Regions from separate parts of the Hordeum vulgare genome. Here region 2 is linked to region 1. Evidence: chromatin contacts called from public HiChIP or PLAC-seq data. All regions are on one chromosome and are shown on one strand. The core of a region is the stretch at or near the end of the contact, and the rest is flanking DNA. Distances in the headings are between cores, read along the strand shown. Region 1 holds the start of LOC123448087. Region 2 overlaps LOC123448088 (a long non-coding RNA gene).

Region 1 (4,000 bases), core at 406-2,905:
TTCACAGCACCCTCACTGATATGGAATGCTTTCTGCCTCAACTGACCGGTGGACAATTCCACATCTCAGGGCATCATCTTAGAGCATTGCTGCTGTTGCCTGAATTCTGCAAAACACCAAAAATCAACTAGGCAACATACTCACTCTCAATCACAGGTTTTGTTCGCGTTCCGAACGCTACAGGCGCTTGCGTCCGCCCAACCTGCGCCATGCGCAAAGTCTCCCCGACCTCTGCATTTCGTTCCATAACCTCCATCTTCTTTTCCTTTTTATATCTGAGGAAACATACCAGAAGCAAAGCCAACAGCCCCAATGCAATGACACCCCCAACAACGCCGACGGCAATCTTCCATGCGTCCGAACTACCCTTATCACGACCACCATCAGTCGGTATTGGCGGGGCAATTGCGCCTGAAGGACCTGGAGCAGGAGCAACCTCACTGGAGTTCACCACTATGGAGAAGTGCCCTCGGCGATACGTTGCACACACGTTGTTTGCCTCCAAGGCCCGGAACTGTGGCACGCCATCCAAATCGAACCACACACACTGCGGCGCTGGACTGCCTGGCGGCACCGCCCTGACATTGCTGAAATTCACAGAAATGGGGCTCCCTGACGCGACGATGCTCAGCTCGGACAAACCCACTGCTGACAAGTTGGCAGCGTCGTAGACGAGCAGCCCGAGAATGGGCGAGAGATAGGTGTAGCCGGGGAGCGGGTAGTACTTCTCCGAGAGGTCGCCCAGGCTGTGGTACACTAGCACCACCCTCTCGACGTACGGCTGCACGATGACGCCAGGGGGGATCCTGAAGTTGAAGTAGTTGGAGAAGCCTTTCCTCCGCAGGCTGCCGCTGCGCAGGCGGAGCCCGGACACCGCGACGCCGGCGAGGTCCGAAGGCACGGTGCCGTTGTAGACAATGCCGGTGTGCGGCCGGACGAAGGCCCGGTACGCGTACTCCTGCAGCATTGCGTCCAGGGCCCTCGCCGGCGACGGCGACTGCGCCGCCACCGGAGAGGAGCCCAAGAAGAGCAGCTGGAGGAGGCAGGCGCAGATCAAGAAACCCATCCCGGCACGCCTCCGCCGCAAGGATCCAGGAAGAGAACCGCCGGAGCCCAGCAAAAGTCAGGATTCCCTCCTCATCCGCACAGGAGGACCTCCAAAACAAGGACGAGATTTGGAGCGGGGGAGCGCGCCCCGGAGGCCGGCGCGGGCGAGCTAGCAGATCCAAGGAAGCAGCCGGGCTGAGCAGAGCAGCCGCAATGGCGAGGCAAGTTATGCGCGCGCCCTCGTCTCCAGAGTCCAAACAGGTGGCAGGCAATTTCGGCAAGAAACCAGGAGGCGGCCGGGAAAGGAAGGGAGCAAAGGAAGAGATTGATTGGATGGCGAGAATCGGGAGGAGGAGAGGAGAGGAGCGGCGGGATCAATCCGGGCCGGGGACGCCGGCGTCCACAGAAACCCGCGCGCGCGCGTGCGGACGATTGCGACGGCGGGGTTTGGTTGGGGATTCGGCAGCGGGGTGGGGGGAGACGAGACGAGAGAGAGTGAGGCGAGAGAGAAAGAGGGAGAAATTTTAGGAAGAGAGAGACAGCAAGGAAAGGAAGGAGAGAGGGTTTTGATGGGGACGCATTTTTTTCAGGGTCTCGGATGGAAATGTGTAAATCTCTTTCCCCCCTGGTTTTTCCCGCAATAGAATACCCGGCCTGCTCACACTTGGCAGGTCCGCCCCTGCGGAGTTACCGGCCTGCCCCTGGACAGCTGGCTTCTCCTTGCTAGAGAGTGGGGTCCAGCTGTGAGGAGTTCGTTTGTAGACAGGAGATTCTAGGGGGGCTTTTCTGTAAGATGGCAGTGCTGTTCGCTGACCTGTGGGGCCGGACATGCCAGCTCCATCGGCTGGCGGAGAACGCCTTTGTTGCCCAACGTCTGGATGCTCCTGTCCTGGGAAGGGATGATTCGCGGGGTGGGGTCTCTTTGTAAAGCCCTGTGTTTGTAGGTCGCTGAAGCGTGGGACCCCTGGGCTGAAGCCCACCGGCAGTGAGCGTGATTGCTAATCTTTTGTCGAGTCCTTTGCCAACCACTGGATTCCACAACTCAACTGGTTATCATCGTGCTATAACGGTATGTAACGGATCTGCTAGAGCTCCCGTGGAATGTATAATAAATTTCATATATCGTAATATATTCTACGATCACCGGATTTCTTGCCTTTTACTGTTTTTTAAGGTTTTATGCTACTTAATGTATGTTCTTTGACATTTCAAAGGAAAAAAGAAACGGCGTTGCAACAGAGAGGTTTGCGGTACAGGAATGGTTCGTGGCGCCAAAGAAGATAGTTCAGTGCACATTTTTCAAAGAAAATGAATTGTTATGAAAGAGCAGGTAATTGCAGAGCTTCCGTGCAATGTATAATAAATTTCAAATATCGTAATATATTCTACGATCACCATATTTCTTGGCTCGATTTTATAAGAGTGTTTTACTGTTTTTGTAAGGTTTTATGCTACTTAATGTATGTTCTTTGACATTTCAAAGGAAAAAAAGAAACGGCGTTGCAACGCAGAGGTTTGCGGTACATGAATGGTTCGTGGCGCCAAAGAAGATAGTTCAATGCACATTTTTGGATTGTTATGAAAGAGTAGGTAATTACAGGGTCAAGATTTTTTTTTCGTAATGGCATATTCCTCAAGGGGTGCACAACATCTTAATTGTTCTCATTCCCAAGATAGACAACCCCGAGCGGCTCATAGAGTTTCCGCCTATCAGCTTATCCAACGTCATTTATAAGGTAGTGTCAAAGTGTTTGATAAAACCGGCTACGCCCTATTATGGATTATATCATTGCGCTAGAGCAGAGTGCCCTTGTTCCGGGATGGATAATCACTGATAATGCATTACTTGTCTTTGAGAGCATTCACTATATTCAGTAGAAAAAGAATCCGGACAGAAGTTTTTTGTGTTTATAGGGGGTAGAGTGAACCCAATCCCTACTATATGAATACCTCGCCTGCTGGGTGTTCACGGTTTTCAAGATCTTAGTGGCATCCTGTCTTCGACTTCAATCAGGGTGTTTCCTGTGATCAGGAGTGCCTCGAGGTTACGAGTAGCAGCCAACATATTGTCCATAGGATTGGAGAAGTGACCAGCCGGTGTCCAGAAATGATGAGGCGGTGACTGAGCCGGCGGTGGTTGGCGCTGCTGAGCAGGCTGGTGAGGCTGGTACTCCCGCGGTTGTCCGGTCCGTGGCGTGTGCTGCAGAGTATCAAACAGACGAGCCAAGTTGAGATTAAGGGGCAGGCGACTTTCATGCCTCCTACGATGAACTGCCTCCGAGGCGTCTTGACGAAGACCTAGCTGCCAAGCTTCTGCCTTCAAGCGTTCAGCCTCATTGCGGATGTGATCATGTAAATCCGTCATACGAGTATTCTTGGCGTCGATCTCCTCCTATACTTTATTCATCTGCCCATGAAGTTTGGCTAACTCCGTGTTACATTCCTCCTGATTTTCTGTGGTTATTGGCGTATCCAAGAGCTTTATCATCTCCGCCATCAAGTCGGCAATGGCTTGAGCCGGCGTCTTGCCTGACCCGACGGCGTTTGGAGTTGGCGCCGAGCCACCGGGACCGTTAGCCGCTCCAGCCGCCATGTAAACAACGACTTGTCGAGGCATCTCAAGCGACTCCCGAGCAAGCTCATCGTCAGGATAACCCCCAAGCCTACCATCTAAAAGCAAGCAGATTGACTCGGTGTCTCCAACCGAGGACTCGCCATCAGAGTAATCGAGAGTGTCTCCATTAATCGCAAAATTATCCGCAAGATTGACCCCCTAAGTGAAGCCAACAAAGACATGCTTCTAGCCGGCTTGGGCCCGACCGAGCTGAACATGCCGAGTCGGCTTCACGATGTCGGTGCTGAAGTTCGGCTTGGGTCCTGATTCGCTCATCTTGCCAATGAAAACATGGATCTTGCCAAAGGGGAGCTGGTACCTTATACGTCTCAAACGTAT
Region 2 (4,000 bases), core at 706-3,205, 230 kb after region 1:
CTTGCCAAATCACTAACGTTGAAACGGAATCATCTTTACTCCAAAATGCTGAGTTGGTAGAATAGCATCTATGGTTTTTTTGTCCCCCATTTTCGCATGGTATTTTTTGACTCTCCTCCGACAACCCCCACCTGGTTCATCGGTTTGTTTTTCTATTCACTCTTTATTAGAAACCAGGACTTTCCTAATGTATAACAAATCACAAATCTAACTTTCTTAAGTTATCCAAATCAATTGATCCCTCTTATTGATGCAATTTGTTTTAGTAAACAAATAATAGATTTTTAGAAAACAAATCATAGATTTTAATCTAACTTTCTAACTTATTCAATTCAACAAATCCCTTTTATTAGTGCAATTTATTTTAGGAAACAAATAACAGATTTTTAGGAAACAAATCATATATTTTAATCTAACTTTCGTAGCTTATTCAAATCAACAGATCCCTTTCATTAGTGCAATTTATTTTAGGAAACAAATAATAGTTTTTCAGGAAACAAATAACGAACTTTAAGGATATTAACGTCTAAATCACGACAAATAAATCCCCTTCCTACTGGATATTCTCCCTCCTATTAAAAACCAAATCCCATTAAAGTGAGAGATGTTGTTTTATGCTTCTTTGGCAGGTGCTAGTTTAATTTAATCATGTAAATAATATGTTATTAAGAATTTAGAAATCAAACCATATATGTGAGATCACCTTCTTGAAACACCGACATAAGATTTTCTCGATGAACTTCCAAAACAAAGTCAGATATTTCTCAATACAAAAATCTTAATCCCACACACTATATCATTTATAATTATCATTATATCTACTATTAATTGACAATTACAAGTTTCCTAGTACAATAAAAATACCATATTTTTTGTTATGAGCATATACATTCGTGCGCCCGTGCGGAGGGACGTCGTGTGCGACACAAAGGAGGACACCACAGTCGGCCATGGCATCGACACAATGCTCGAGAATGCCAGGGCATGGATCATGACGTCGAGGAAGGACGTGGCAGAAGGTGATTTGTCATACCGCCGCGTACATGCATTGGTGGACACGATCATATTATATATCTTGTCAATTGTACAGAGATCCACACATGATATATTTTGAAATCAAACATGTCCATTCAAATGTCGTTAAGGAAATGTGTCCTATAATACTCAATAGTCATCACTTTCGTTTGTAGCAGCCATTCACGTGAAAATATTTTAAAAATCAAGCATAGAATCAATTAGCAAATCAAACCGTTGATGGAATTAAAAACCAATTTTATTCTTTCTTTCGAATGTTAGTTGTGTTCAACTCACTTCATGAATATAAATTACTAGCAGACTAGGACACACATTAGTTGCACCAAGACTCATATGTATCTATATGTGTGATGAAGATATTTTTTGTTTGTATTCATCACTACTTAATCATGCTTTCTGCTATGTAGAAAAAAAATGTTTCAGCTTAATTTTATTTCATACTCCATTATAACGCTTCCTAGATCTGGGACGTCAAGGTATAAAAATACATCTTAGTTTGAAACAGATAATTAGTTAGATCATTTAAGTGGATTTTAATTACTTTTCCTTGTTACATGCTATAATTTCTATGCATACAAATTTGAATATGCATTATGATTATGTTTACAATTGGTAAAAATATATTTATGATCCGTGACAAGGCACCAGCATTATACTAAGTAGATGCATTATACTAAGTACTACTCCCTCCGTTCTTAAATATAAGTCTTTTTAGAATTTTCACTAAGGAACTATATACAAATGTATATAGACATACTTTAGAGTATAGATTAACTCATTTTTCTCTGTATGTAGTCATTTAATAAAATTTCTTTAAAAACTTATATTTATGAACGGATGGATTGAGATAGATGTTAACATCATACTGTGTCTCGACGCTGCAAGTGTATTGGTCCTGGTCTCCTCGGCCTGCAGCTAGCACATGGCAGCGCGGTACCTGCGCTCATCAATGTGCATCCAGGGTCGATGCACATCTACGTACTAGTACTAGCTAGGTTCAATTGGAGGTCAATCTTGGTTCCCTTCAATAAACTAGTAATCGTGCATGTGCAACCCACGTGTAATATAATCATAAAAACAGATTTTCATTAAGTTTGTTCGAAACTCTAAAGTCTTAAAGAAATACGTGCAAATATTAGTAGCTACATTTTGAATGAAGATTCTGTTTAATACTGCACATCTCAAACATAAGTATACATAATAAAAATATGAATTTTCTTAAAAATATATGGCCAAATAAGTACACAATCTTGCAATGTCACTCGAGTTGTATTTTCAATAGTGAGAAACCATTGTGGATTTGTGGTCGCGTTGTTGGACAAAGATGTATGTTGCTTGAACCATTCAGTGTTCGTAGAGGTTGTAAGATAATATCAAATCCTAGCAAAGAAAATGAATCTGCACTATGACCTATGGCTAGAGACAGACTACCTTATCTAACAGTTCCATTACAGAATACAACAGCAGCAGCAAGAAAGCATCAAGGGTCTGGTTATGCCACTTCCAAAATATGATCTTATGGAACAAAGTAAATTATCTGCACAACGAAGCCTCCGAATCCAAATAAACGAGCACTGCATGCTTTTATTTATCATATTTTCAGGCTGGTGGGGCAACATAATTCTGGGTCATACCAAAAGCTAACATTTTATCCATATCAATATGGCATATGACAGAACAGAACATTGTGCAAACCACATCTCCAGGCCACTCAAACTCAAAGCATACTAATAACCAAAAAACAGCAGGTTACAATTGTTCAGGTCTAGAGTCATGAAATTGTTGCTGGATAAATTTAATTAAATTATTAAAGGCCTTACATGATGAATCTCGTCGGCGACGGGACGAATTCATTGAGAATGTCACACACAATTTCCTACGCATCTTCCATCCTATCTGAAACATCCGATCCTAAATATGATAGGTAGTTCACACAACAAATAGTTTATACAATAAACAGTAATAACAAAGCATCATATATTCATATAGTAGCAGCAAAAATCACAATACTTTCTCTCTTATTTTTTTCTCCTAATAGCAGCAAAATCAAAACCTGTCCTGAATCATGAGAGTATCTTATGGTGGCCGTCGCCTTCTCGTACTCATGCCTATACCAATCGTAGCACACCAGCCCCAAGCATTGATCCAGTTTCTCTGATAAATTAAACTATTAACTGTAATAGGAGTGTGGCAAAGTCAGTAGAATAGTATCATCAACCTGGGGATTGGCCTTAAGGCCGCGGAGCTTATAGAGATTGTATTTTCTTTTTGCTGCACTTGTAATGGTAGAAAAATACCAGTTTGTTAATCAAGGCTTGCTTACGTTTCATCATGGTATATTTTCTTTTGATGCTCATATGTGCTCACGAATTATAGAAATCAAAAGGAGCTTAAGGGCATCGATTCACGGATACAGACTAAGAAAGCAGATCAAACAGTACATTAAGCAACATTACAAATTGATTGTGAAAAAGCAACCATACATCCACATATATAGGGATACTGGCCAAAAAGCAAGTTAAACAATTTACACTACTTCAACACCCCATTTTGATTATGAAAATGCAGACCAAATCATAAAATTTCCGTTCTAATCTATAACTGGAAAAGAAAGGATTTTCGAACCATGCATGTACACTACAGCAATAGTACATTACTCTAGTTCATACAAATACTGCAAAACTCATCTTGTGGAACAAATTACCTTGGGCATATCCTTCGAGTAATAGAGGAGATCAACAGCTCGGGAATTGATTCTGGTGGAGAAGCACATGAGTTTGCTGGTGAGGAGCTATATGGCGATGTTCAATAAGAACAGCCAGCCGACAGAGACTCGGAGAGGCACACGCACACCAGTGGTGCAATCGGAAGGCTGCTGGTGGCTAACCCAGGTGTGGCCTAGTTGACGTGAGATACAGTTTGAGTCCTTCACCTCATAAATCTTCGTCAGAGGTTCCTTGTGGTC

Evidence for each region. HiChIP or PLAC-seq counts read pairs in DNA pulled down with a chosen protein or histone mark.
Region 2: an H3K4me3 HiChIP or PLAC-seq map of embryo shows a contact between it and region 1, with 9 times the contacts expected there. The contact joins the enhancer-like site here to the promoter of LOC123448087 in region 1. A contact is called at or near these places in 5 of 6 Hi-C or Micro-C datasets (leaf, seedling and an unstated tissue) and 1 of 1 datasets of contacts at active chromatin or transcription factors (embryo).

The regions. Positions count from the first base shown.
Region 1 is chr4H:118,512,992-118,516,991 of MorexV3_pseudomolecules_assembly, forward strand. LOC123448087 reads right to left here and starts at 1,656. Exons shown (of 1, transcript XM_045124856.1): 1 at 1-1,656. The coding sequence starts at 1,066. The coding sequence ends at 128.
Region 2 is chr4H:118,742,321-118,746,320 of MorexV3_pseudomolecules_assembly, forward strand. It overlaps LOC123448088 (a long non-coding RNA gene), which reads right to left. Exons shown (of 2, transcript XR_006631607.1): 2 at 705-4,000. Among protein-coding and RNA genes, the nearest start is that of LOC123448088, 3.4 kb to the right of the region's middle. Within about 2 kb of position 1,956, at least 1 of the 3 cell types and tissues checked has open chromatin away from gene starts, as enhancers often do.